2 separate regions of the Sus scrofa genome follow, and region 2 is linked to region 1. A link is a contact called in public Hi-C data. All regions are on one chromosome and are shown on one strand. Each heading gives the region's core, a stretch centred on a gene start, on an enhancer-like site or on the middle of the called end of the contact. The rest is flanking DNA. Distances are from core to core; before and after follow the strand shown.

Evidence for each region. Hi-C and Micro-C count contacts between places; a contact is called where the count stands out from the background.
Region 2: a contact with region 1 is called in a Hi-C map of liver, with 6 times the contacts expected there. The contact joins the promoter of DFFB here to the promoter of WRAP73 in region 1. A contact is called at or near these places in 1 of 5 promoter capture datasets (liver) and 2 of 47 Hi-C or Micro-C datasets (both in liver).

What each region holds. Positions count from the first base shown.
Region 1 is chr6:65,164,779-65,170,648 of Sscrofa11.1, forward strand. It overlaps WRAP73 (WD repeat containing, antisense to TP73), which reads right to left and starts at 2,283. Exons shown (of 12, transcript NM_001244721.1): 1 at 2,165-2,283. The coding sequence starts at 2,233. It overlaps TP73 (tumor protein p73), which reads left to right and starts at 4,992. Exons shown (of 14, transcript XM_021095218.1): 1 at 4,992-5,084.
Region 2 is chr6:65,307,760-65,313,629 of Sscrofa11.1, forward strand. DFFB (DNA fragmentation factor subunit beta) reads left to right here and starts at 3,109. Exons shown (of 7, transcript XM_021095232.1): 1 at 3,109-3,429; 2 at 5,521-5,647. The coding sequence starts at 3,307. It overlaps CEP104 (centrosomal protein of 104 kDa), which reads right to left and starts at 2,976. Exons shown (of 21, transcript XM_021095225.1): 1 at 2,751-2,976.

The DNA.
Region 1 (5,870 bases), core at 1,033-3,532:
TCCCTTGCGGACAGCTACTTCATGCGCCTACGTATTAAATAACAGCCACCTCCAAGCAAACGACTTCTGAGACTGCATATACTCCTCCGCTAAGAGCAGGTCCATCTCCGTTCAAAAATCAAGAACTGGCTTTAACTGTTACTTGCTTCATTTCTGTACTTGCCAGGGTCAAACTAGATCATTGGGTCTTTGTCTGAGGAACTTCCATGTTAAAAAAGCCACACGGATCCCACATGGAGAAAGGAGGCTGAGAGAGTAACTGCAGATTAGAGCAAACACCTGTCTGGTGCTCATTTTTCCACGTGGCAGCTGTGAAAGCTGTGCTCAGCTACAATACATTCCTTATGAAATGGACTGTTTGTAGCAACATTTGGAAAAACCGTATCAGATCTGCTGCAAGATATTAAAAATGGCAACATGAGAAACTATACGTAGTATCTCGTAATAATCCATGATGGAAGAGAATGTGAAAAAAAGAATATATGTGTGTGTATAAGGGATTCACTTTGGACACCTGAAACTAACACAATATTGGAAATCAACTACATTTCAGTTAAAAAAAATTTTTTTTTTTGTCTTTTTGCCATTTCTTGGGCTGCTCCCGCGGCACATGGAGGCTCCCAGGCTAGGGGTCGAATCGGAGCTGTAGCTGTCAGCCTACGCCAGAGCCACAGCAATGCAGGATCTGAGCCACGTCTGTGACCTACACCACAGCTCAGGGCAACGCCGGAACCTTGACCCACTGAGCAAGGGCAGGGATCGAACCCGCAACCTCATGGTTCCTAGTCGGATCATTAACCACTGCGCCACGACGGGAACTCCTAAAAAAAATTTTTAAGTGGCAACAAGGCCCAACTTTTTTCCGCACTGGGTAGAGCTTTGAAGAGCATGGTCCTGATCACATGACCCCTTAGCGCTCATAAGAGTTTAATTGGAGGATAAAAACCAAAAAAAGCACCAAAGTTAAATGAGAAAAATATAAAATTCCTTTTTATAGTTGACCTGGATTTTTGCAAATGACCTTTAAAAAACTAATTCATAGGAGTACTTTGAAAAACACACCAAGGTTTTGGAGTGCCACTTAAGCTAGAGATATTTTGTATTTTGGAACTGAATGCCATGTCCTATGATTTAGAATAGAACCTCCATAAGGAAGGCAAATATGAGGAGTTCCCATTGTGGCTCAGTGATAATGAACCTGACTAGTTCCATGAGGACATGGGTTCGATCCCTGGCCTCACTCGGTGGGTTAAGGATCCGGTGTGGGTTACGGCTTGGCTAGCATCTGGCATTATTGTGCTGTAGGCCAGCAGCTGCAGCTCTGCTTTGACCCCTGGCCCAGGAACTTCCATATCCTGTGGGTGCAGCCCCCCAAAACCAAACAAACAAAAAGGCAAATATGTCACTTGAGAATTACATCCTCAAAGGCCCAGATAAAAGGAATGCAAATAATGCTCAAATTGAAGAAAAGTCATGGGGCCATATGTTAACAGTTAATGAAACTAAGTACACTTTTTATGAAGCATCACTGATGTCTTCATGTCTTTCCAGTACTAACTATCTCCCACCCACCACACCTCCCCCCTCCCCAGGACTCTGAAGCTATACACTGGTCATACCGGTATTTTCAAAACTTAAATTTCATGTACAAGATAGCTCAGCGATGTTAGAACCACCTGCCACCCAGGGAACGAGCAGCTCAAGTCCCAGGAGTGGAGAAAATTCTCTTTATCTGAGCACAGAATGCGAGTCACCCGAATCATTCATCTGGTGTGCGGTGGAGACTGGTGAAATGGGCTGGAAAAGGTGCCAACAATGAGTTGCACCGCTGCACCAGGTTACAGCCAACAGGGCTGGCTTCTATGACAGACTAACAACAAGGGGCTGATAGCTCCTGTGCCCTCAAATGTGTCAAGACAGTATTGTTCTTACCTGCCTTTAACAGATGGAAACCCACGTGCAGGGACGCTGGCAGCTCGCCGGGTCGCCTGCTCAGGTCCTGTCTGCAACACCTGCCCGGGGCCACTGCCTGGGACCCCTGCCCAAGTGAGCAGCAAACCCCCGAGTTCCCTCCATCCAGGCCCCGCGGCGGCCTCGCTCCCGGTGTAGACACACGCCTCCCCGCGGAGAGCCCGCCCTCGGCCCAAGCCCCGCAGCCTCTCACCAGGTACTTGCCGTCGGGGGAGAACTTGCAGAGCAGGTTGGAGAGCTTGAACACCTCCGAGAAGTTCATGGCAGCCGCTGGATCCCGGGCCCGCGGAGCCCCGCCGCAACCGCCCCTTCGAGACCGGAAGTGATGGAAAAGCGGGAAACGCACAGTAGCCAATCAGAAATCAGGGATGACGCGCAGCATTGTGGGGCTTGTAGTTCTCCGCCCCACCCCCGGCACGCCACCACGCTTTAAAGGCGCCGTAGCGGTGCGTCCCACCCGGGATTGCCGCTGGTGCTCCAACATGGGAAGCCTTGAGACCTTCTCCAGCTATGGTTGCCAGATAAAAGGCAGGAAGTGCACCGAAACTGAATTTCAGATAAGCAACGAATAGTTTTCTAGGTTAAAGATGTTCCCAGGAGTTCCCGTCGTGGCGCAGTGGTTAACGAATCTGACTAGGAACCATGAGGTTGCGGGTATGATCCCCGGACTCGCTCAGTGGGTTAAGGATCCGGCGTTGCCGTGAGCTGTGGCGTAGGTCGCAGACGCGGCTGGGATCCCACGTTGCAGTGGCTCTGGCGTAGGCCGGCGGCTACAGCTCCGATTAGACCCCTAGCCTGGGAACTTCCATATGCCGCGGGTGCAGCCCTAGAAAAGAAAAAAAAAAAAAAAAAAAAGACAAAAAAAAAAAATATATATATATATGTTCCCAAAGACTACGTGGCTCATACTTACACTAAAGAATTATCCCCTTATCTGAAATTCAAATGAACTGACATCCTGTGTGTCTGTGTGTTTATATTTATGCATTCATAGTTAATGTAAAGACATATACATAAATTCACACATAAACATGCACTTGTCATTTTTATATAATATGTAACAGTCCAAACACACATATTATATTTTATACATAAAGTATAAGTATTCGTTTTTGTTTGTCTTTTGGCTACATCCCGCAACCATGCCTGCAGCAAGGCCCTCACTTCATGCTCAGGATCCGGGAGAGAACGAAATCGACACTCTGCCGGGAGTGCACCGGGGTTGCATGCACCCACCTGTCTATCGCAAGCCCGCACCTGCGCCCAGACCCGCAAGTGACAGAAGGCCACCAGGGCTCGGCCCTGGGCTCAGCCGCACCCGCCCAAGTCGCAGGCCGGAGCGCGCACCTGCGTCGCACTGGCTCTGCTGATCTCGCTCGCTGCCCCGCTTCTGTCTTGTCCTCTAGTCCACTTCACCCAACAGAGGCCTCCCCCATGCCCCCGCCAGGCGGTGCCCTGCCGCCAGGATTCCCGGGGCTGCACACAGGATCAGATCGCGCAGACCCTGACACCGGCCCCTGACCCTGCGTTCTAAGAACTGAGACCCGGCCTGGGTCCTCTTCGCACCTCTGCACACCCAGCTGGGCCTGCGCCCTTTGGTGGCCCCCCCAACTTCACAGAACGAACGAGTAGGGGATGCGTGCAGGCGCCCTGCTCCGCGGTGCGGCCAGATCAACTCCCTCCCGTGCGTCATTTGTCTTTGGGTCCCCACCGCACCCCGCACCTCAAAGACAGTAGGTGAGCAGTAAAGACGTGTGGAAGTCAGCCACACTCGCCAGGTGAGTTGTGGAACACACGTGGCCAGAGAACCTGGACTGAACCAGCCCGGGCTGCTAGGTTTCACCGGCGACACTGAAGCGAGGGTCCCCCTGGCCTGGAGGCATCGGTTCGGAGGCAGATAACGGTTCCCACGAGCACCAGAAGGAAGTGCATAGCGGGTGCCCGCCGCCCAGAGTCGTCCAGACCTCGTCCAGCGTGTGGGGTTCTCCAGCGGAGGCCTTAGAGGAAGTGGGAGCCCTGGAAGGGAAGCCCGCGTCTGCCCTGCAGGGGACCTGGCCCATGAAGCCACAGGTGGGGGGGGCGGGGGGGTGCCGAGGGAGGCCTGGCTTGCGACAGGTCTCTGTGCGCATGACTCACAGGTCGCCTTGGACACCCGCGCGTACCTGCCCTACGCGGAAATGATTCCGGCCGGGCGGGGCCAGGAGGCGTTGTCCCTGGGAGGGAGCTTGGTGCGGGCGCGACCCTGGAGCGTTTGCGTCCCAAGTGACTCCCCGGACGCGCAGGGGCACAGGCGATGCGTGCCCTTCTGAGCCGAGGAACCCGGCTGGTACCCAGAAGCAAGCGGCTCCACTTTACCCTGGGTTACGGGGCCGCGACCTCCACGCCTGTCCCCTGTAGGCCACAGCCAGTGCAGACACTCCGCGGACCTGGATGGCGGCGCCCCTAAGATGCGCGGCCCTTCTTCTGGGCCTCGGATCCCAAGCGCCCGGCGCGGAGGGTCCGGCGCCGATGGGGGCGGAGGAGCGAGACCCGGAAGATGCGCTGTGGCAGAGAGAGGAAGGAGTGGGCACGCGGACGCCGCATCTCTGCTCCCGATCCCGGCTCCCGCGCGCCCTTGCTCGTACCCCTAAGCCGGCCGAGGGGCCGTGGACACAGCAGTAGGGCTCCGGCGTCCGGTCGGCGCCCAGTCCCAGGCAGGCGGCCGCGCCCGGGGGCCCGGGGGCGAAGCGCGCCAAAAGGCGGCGGGAAGGAGGCGGGGCGGAGCGCGCCCCGGGACCCTGACTCGCACGCGGCCAGCTGGGGGGGCGGAGCCCTGAGCCGCAACCTTGGCCCCGGCAGAGCCCAGCCGGTCCCGCCGCCCCGCGCTCCTCCCGCCAAGGCTCAGCGGCCCGCGCTGCCTTCCCGCCGGCCCGCCGCGGAAGGCGCTAACGCCCGCGGCCACCCCTCCCCGCGGCGCCTCCCCTCCCGCGCCCATATAACCCGCGCCCGCCCTGCTTCCCCACCCGCCGCCGCCCAGCCGCACTCGCTTCACGGCCCGCGCCCGCCGTGCACCCACGAAGGGGTTCCGCGGTGAAGCGCCGGGGCCAGGATTCCCGGAGCTCAGGCGGCACCAGGTAAGCAGCGCGGGGACCTGGAGCGAGGGGACCTGGGCGCGGCGGGGCTCTGCTTGTGGGCCTGAGCCCAGGGCGGCCGGCACGGCGCTTTGCGGCGCCGAAGCTGGTAGTCGACGAGATCATGCACGAACTCGAGGGAGCGGGCCTTAGGGTCTTCCCGGAGTCCGACCAGCTCCTGGGACGCGGCTGGAGGTGGGGGCGGGGGGCCGGCCGGCCGAGTCCAGCCCGGGGGAGGATGCGCTCCTGCCGGCAGTGTGGTGGCCTTTGGGACCCGGAGCAGCCTCGCTGGGATTCCCGCGTCCACCCCGGCTTCCAGGGGAGGTTGAGAATGGAACTCCGGGTCGGGGGAGCAGGTGCAGGTGGAGGTCGGGAGAGGCGCCTGTCGCGGACAAAGCTCCTCCCCGCCGGCTCCACGCTGCACCCACGAGGCTGCACGAATCTGCTGGCGACGGCTGCCCCACCCCCAGGGCTGAGTGGGGCCCTGGTTCCCCTGGACCAGGACGACTGGGCATGACCCCTCGGCTCGCCCCAGGGAGTGGGTTGCTAAGGAGTCTCTTTCCAGAGGGGCATCTCTCAGTGGCCCTGTGTTGGCTGGGGTGCCCGCTGGCCTCCTGAGCGTTTCCTCTGGGAAAAGGAGGGGTCAGAATCCGGCCCCTGGCCAGAGGCAACTTCTCTCTCCTGCCCCTCCTTGCCCTGCAGTCACCGTCCTTTCAGACTTTGGAGGATGGGGGGGGCGCTACTACCTTTTTTCTCAGCTGGTCTTTTTGCCCGGGCACTGAGTGGATT
Region 2 (5,870 bases), core at 1,859-4,358, 140 kb after region 1:
TGGGGGATTCTGACCCCCACCCCCGCCGCCAACTCCCACCGCCGGGCTCTGGCTCCCACCCTGCTCCCGGGCTCTGGCTCCCACCCTGCACTCCCCAGCCCCAGCCTGCAGGGCACATCTCCTGGGCTGGGTTGGCCCACGAGTTCCACGTCCCTCCTTAGTAACCAGTTCAGGGATGAGACGTGAGAACAGGACCAAAGTGACTCAAGCCAGGACCCTGCTGGGGCTGCTGGAGGCCAGGTGGGGAGATCCTGGCCAGGTAGGGTGGGCACGGGGAAGCAGTGCCCAGAGAGATGGAGACGCCGCTGTGTGAGCCCCAGGACTTAAAGCCCAAGGACTCACGGACTTCTGGTTACTCTCGTCACTAAGCCCATGGATGCTCTTCAGAGGGCCCATCTGAGCGAGGCGTCAGTGTGCAACCACGAGTCCTCACGCACACAGAGGATAAAGACTCCTGCAGGACACAATTAACTGGGGTTCTCAGGAGGAGGCAACATACAGGCATATCTCACGTCAAATGTGCTTGTTTTACAAGCTGGAGACATGGTCTAGAATTGCCTTTGATTTTGACTGAGAACTTGAAGAGGACAACATCAACAAACTAATTATTGGCTGGCACCAGCCAATGTTTCTTGGAATATATGAACAAAAGGACTAAAAATAGAGAAAACACTATTAAAGATCCTGGTTATTTTTGTACAAAGCTCACTGCAGGATGTCACAGGATGGCAGAGGAAAATCAAACTAACCCCGAAAGTAATGAGTCGCAGCCGCAAAAACTGGACAAGTGTGATTTACTCTGCGGTGCGCTGCAGGGCTGGCCTGTGTTCCAGCTCCCACGCCGGAGACAAAAAGTCTTGCCCAGCCTGCGGCTTTCCCACGTGCTGGGGCTGTGCTGGGGCTCTCCACCTGGACTGGCTTTCCCCGTGGCCACAGTACTTCCCCTACCCCACCTACCTCTGCACCTCCCCCTGCCCTTTCTGCAGTGGAGTCTCACTCGTCTTGACTCTGGAAGGGGCTGAATACACCCCCTCTCCTGGAGCCCAGTCCACGGCCAGGTCCCCCCACCCCCGCCGGGAGCTCTGCCCCTGCCCAATGAACCCTCCTCAAGCTCAATCTGCTGTTCTAACTGGCTCTCTGTCACGGATTCTATTACTTTATTTTATTTATTTATTTTTTATTTTTAGGGCTGCACCCTCAGCAAATGGAAGCTCCCAAGCTAGGGGTCCAAATGGAGCTGCAGCTGCTGGCCTGAGCCACAGCCACAGCAACATGGCATCTGAGCGGCATCTGTGACCTATCCCACAGCTCATGGCAACGCTGGATCCTTAACCCACTGAGCGGGGCCGGGGATCAAACCCGAATCATCGTGGATCTTAGTCAGGTTCCCTACCGCTGAACCAGGACAGCAACTCCTGTCATGGAGTCTAAGGCCCAGGCAAATGTGGCACCACTCAGAGTTCGATCCCTGTGCTGGGAACGCCCCATGTCCTTCGGTCGCCTTCAAGAGCAGGGCCTGCTACCTTCTCTCCTACCTTGAACACAGAGCTGCGTCTCTATTAAACGTCTTCTAGTGAATGTCACGCACCTTGAACTCCACAGATCCCAAATACTACGCATCTTGCCCCACGTGTCTACACACCCGCTGCCTTAGGTGGTACTTTAGCAGGCAGATGGGCACCTATTTAAACTTTCATGACAACTCTGAGACTCCAACTGCAGAGAAGGGGAAACTGAGGCACAGACGCCTGCCCTGGGTCATCCAGCTCTGCAGCCAAGCAGGCAGGGTTTGTCCTAGAGCTGGTCAGATTCCAGGGTTTCTGGTCTGGTCAGGTTCCAGTACTCCCTGCTATGGCGCTATGACTTAGAAACGGGACTCTACATCTGAATAAAAAACGTGTCCACTATGGTATGTTGTGACCATAAATCCAAAACACGGTAGTGGCATTTAGGAACCAGGCTGGAGAAATGCCCGGGAATCGCAGAGGCTATGGTGTTACCTTCGTTTGGGGATTTAAAAAGGATTCCTTTCTGGCCTCGTCCTTCCACCATATACCGAGGTGCCTGCTGTGTAAACCTTCCAGGGTTACATAAGATAGGCGGGGTGCCACTAAAGGTCCCTACTGTTAGGCTTTGTAACATTTTGGGGAGAAGCAAAGCTCTGTTGAATGCGGGACTGCAGCCGCTCTGCTGCACAGCGGTCCTCATTCCAGATGCACCCGGGTTGCATCACCCGCGAGCGGCCGTCACTCTCCACGGCGCCTTCCTCTAGCCAGGAGGTGACGGGGCGGCTCCTTCTACGAAGCCTGCTTTTCAATGCGCATCAGGGGTACTGCGACTCCACATTAAATCGAAACAATGTGGAAACTCCTGGACCCCTTGCTCAAGACCAGGAGACAAAAATTGTATCCCCTTTCCTTAAAATGATTCTCGGTCAAGCAACTTCAAGGCTCCGCCGTACCCCGGAGCGGCCCCGAAACGTTAGAGGTTAAAGCGCCGGCTCGTCCCGCACCTCGCCGGCACAGAGTTGGTGTTGGGGTCGCCGTCCCGCACGGAGATCGCTCAACTCATCGTCGCCAAACTCGGGAACCGAGCGGGGGCGCCGCGGGCCGCCCGGGGCGCTGACGCAGCGCGCGGGCCGCGCCCACAGAGGCCCCGTCGCCCCCGGGCCCGGCCGCGCCACCGCCTGCACCTCCTCCCAGGACCCGCCGCCCATGGCCCGCCCGTCCGCCCCGACCCGCTCCGCTTACCTGTCAGGATGTCCGCACGACTCCAGGCTCTTCGCCGCTCCCGGTAGCGCCGCGTCCTCGACGGGGCTCAGGCGGCCCCTCCTCCGCCGCCCCCGGCCGGCCCGCACCCCGGAGCCGCAGCGGCGGTGGCGGCAGAAGAGCAACCCCGGAAGCCAGCGCCCAGTGCCCGGGCTGCGGCCGCCGCTCTCATGACAACCAGGCTGGCCCAGCCCGGCCTCCGCGCGTGCGCGACCCCGCCCTGCCGCGCCTGCGCACAAGGGAGGCGTAGCCCAACGCTCTCCCGGGCCTTCTGGGTAATGAAGTTTCCCGGGGGCCGCGCCTGCGCACAAGACGAGGTCTCCCCTTCGCTTCCCGGGCCTTCTGGACAATGAAGGTTCCCGGGGGCTGCGCATGCGTACAAGGCGGGATCAGCCGCCACATCCTCCGACCTTCTGGGTAATGTAGTTTCTGGAGGGAGGCGCTCAGCCTTGATTTCCCCAGTCGTGGAGCCCACCTGAGCGGACCCCAGGCTGGGCCAGCCAAGCAGGTGCTGTCCGCGGGGCCAGAGGCTCTGAGGATGTCTGCGGTGTCCCGGAAACCCAAGACGTTCAAGCTGCGGGCCCTGCACAGCCAGAAGAAGTTTGGGGTGGCAGGCAGGAGCTGCGAGGAAGTGCTGCGGAAGGGGTGCCTCCACTTACAGGTTTCTCGGGGGTGGGGGCTGGTGGGCTGCGGGGAGGACTTGGCTTGCACGCACCTCGGGAGGCGGGGAGCTGGGGTGCAGGGGGGCCTCTGCTTGGAGGCCCTCCTGGTTGAGTCGGGTGGCTGAGCGAGCCTGCTCGGAGCGCTCCTGGTGAGATGGGACAATGCCGACTTCTCCTGCACCGTCAGGCATGCCAGAGCCCAGGCTGCGGCGAGCCAGTGTATTCCCGAGTCCTGACAGTCGTTGGGAAGGGGACACTGTCCACATTCCACCGGCGAAGAAGCTGAGCCTGACCGCGGCCCATGGCCACGTGCCCAACCCGGTGCTTCTTACGCAGGGCTGTGGTGGAGTCCACCGACCGCCGTGGGAATCAGGCGCTAGCACCCTCATTTCACAGATGAGGAAACTGGCACCCAGCGGCTAAGCAACCGGCCTTATTCACTGAGGAACGGCTGGCATTTAATCCCAAGACTAGCTGCACCCAGAGCCTCTTAGCCCAGCTTCTGTGGGGGCGGGGGCTGCAGACAGGCGGAACTGGGGTCCTTTCAGGCTTCCGGCCGTCCTGCTGCTGCATCTCAGCGGAGGCCTGAGTGAGGTCTCTGTCCCAGCGCTCAGGTGCCCACCCACTTGGGAGAAATTTGGGGAGAATAAGAAGTGCTGCTTTCCTACCTCAGAACCAGGGAGTGGGGCAGACGTCTGGGCCCCGGAACCCCCATTTCCTGTGCTGTGGAGAAGGCCCCCCACTTCCTCCTCTGGCTCTGAAGCCAGTCAGAGCAGGGGGACTTGGTGGAGGGACCTGGGACACCTTCCCGCGTCTGACCGTGAGGCTTGCGGCAGCTCTGGCCTGAGATGCAGGGACCGGTCCCAGTCCTCGTGCACTAACTTTCTCTGGGGCACAGCCCCTTGGCCTCTCCCTCCCTCAGTTTCCCCTGGTGTGAAATGAAGGGTTTAGGCTCAGGGGCCTTTAAAGTCCCTTTGGGGAGTTCCTCTTGTAGCTCAGTGGGTTAAGGACCTGACGTTTTCTCTATGCAGATGTGGGTTCAATCCCTGGCCTCGCTCAGTGGGTTAAGGATTTGGCGTTGCTGTAAGCTGCAGCGTATGCTGCAGACATGGCTTGGATCCAGGGTTGCTGTGGCTGTGGGATAGGCTGAGGCTGCAGTTCCCTTGGACCCCTAGCCTGGGAACTTATATATGTCGCAACTGTGGATGTAAAAAGGAAAAAAAAAAAAAAAAAAAAAGCCCTTTGGCACTAATGTGCCATTGTTCTTACCCTTATTGTATTAATTTCCTCAGCTGGGTTTAGACCAGCACTGTGGTTGTGCGAGTGTGTCTGTGTGAGGTGGAGAGAGAGGGGAGGGGTTGCTATAAAAATTCATAAAACTGATGGGTCCTCAGCCTCAGCAAATTCACAGTCCCATGTGCTGGTCATCCTCCCGGAGACAAGCAGGGAGTCATCTTCAGTATGATGTTCACCTTAATTAATCATTACCCCTCCACGCCCCTGGGAGAAACGCCAGCAGTAGGTGCGGGTCCTGACACCTGCCACAGATGTGCCTCAATGACGGGGATGTGTTTACAGGCTTAGAGGAAGCAGTCAGGTGTCATTTTTGGAAAGAACCTTGGATGGAGGGTCTTTGAAAGGGTCGAAGTTGTGAATCCCATAAAGCAGTCACCACCGTGACTGTATTTTCCTGACTCTCCATGTCTTAGAACGACCTACAAGAGGAGCCCTTGTTTTGTTTTGACATGCTCTGTTTGTGCAGACTGCATCTCGAGCATGCCTTTTTCTTTTTCCTTTTTGCAGCTGCACCTGCGGCGCATGGAAGTTCCCGGGCTAGGGGTCTAATAGGAGCTGCAGCTGCCAGCCATAGCCACAGCAATGTGTGATCGAGGCCAGGGATGGAACCTGCATCCTTATGGACAGTATGTTGGATTCTTAACCCACTGAGCTGCAGTGGGACCTCCTTGAGTGATTCTTGAAAACGGAGTTCCTTCTTGTTCTCTGGGGTGGGGGGGCCTGCAGATGGGAGGGCTGCGGGCTGCCACCCCAAGAGTGGCAAATAAGCTTCCTGCTCTTGCCCTTCTCCTCAGCTCCCTGTGCCCGGCTCCCGCCTGTGCCTCTATGAGGACGGCACGGAGGTGACTGAAGATTACTTCTGGAGTATCCCCGATGACTCGGAGCTAGTGCTTCTCACCACGGGCCAGACCTGGCAGGGCTGTAAGAGCTGGGGACCTTGGAGGTGGGCGGGGAGGCTGGTGTGTCTTTGGAGGTGCAGAGGGCCTGCCTGGGACTGCAGGGACCCACTCGTCCAGTTGGTTGTCCTGTGTGTCTTTTTTCCTTTGAGAACAGTTCCTTTAGGGGAGTTCCCATTGTGGCGCGGTGGAAACAAATCCGACTGGTATCCATGGGGATGCGTGTTTGATCCCTGGCCTCGCTCAGT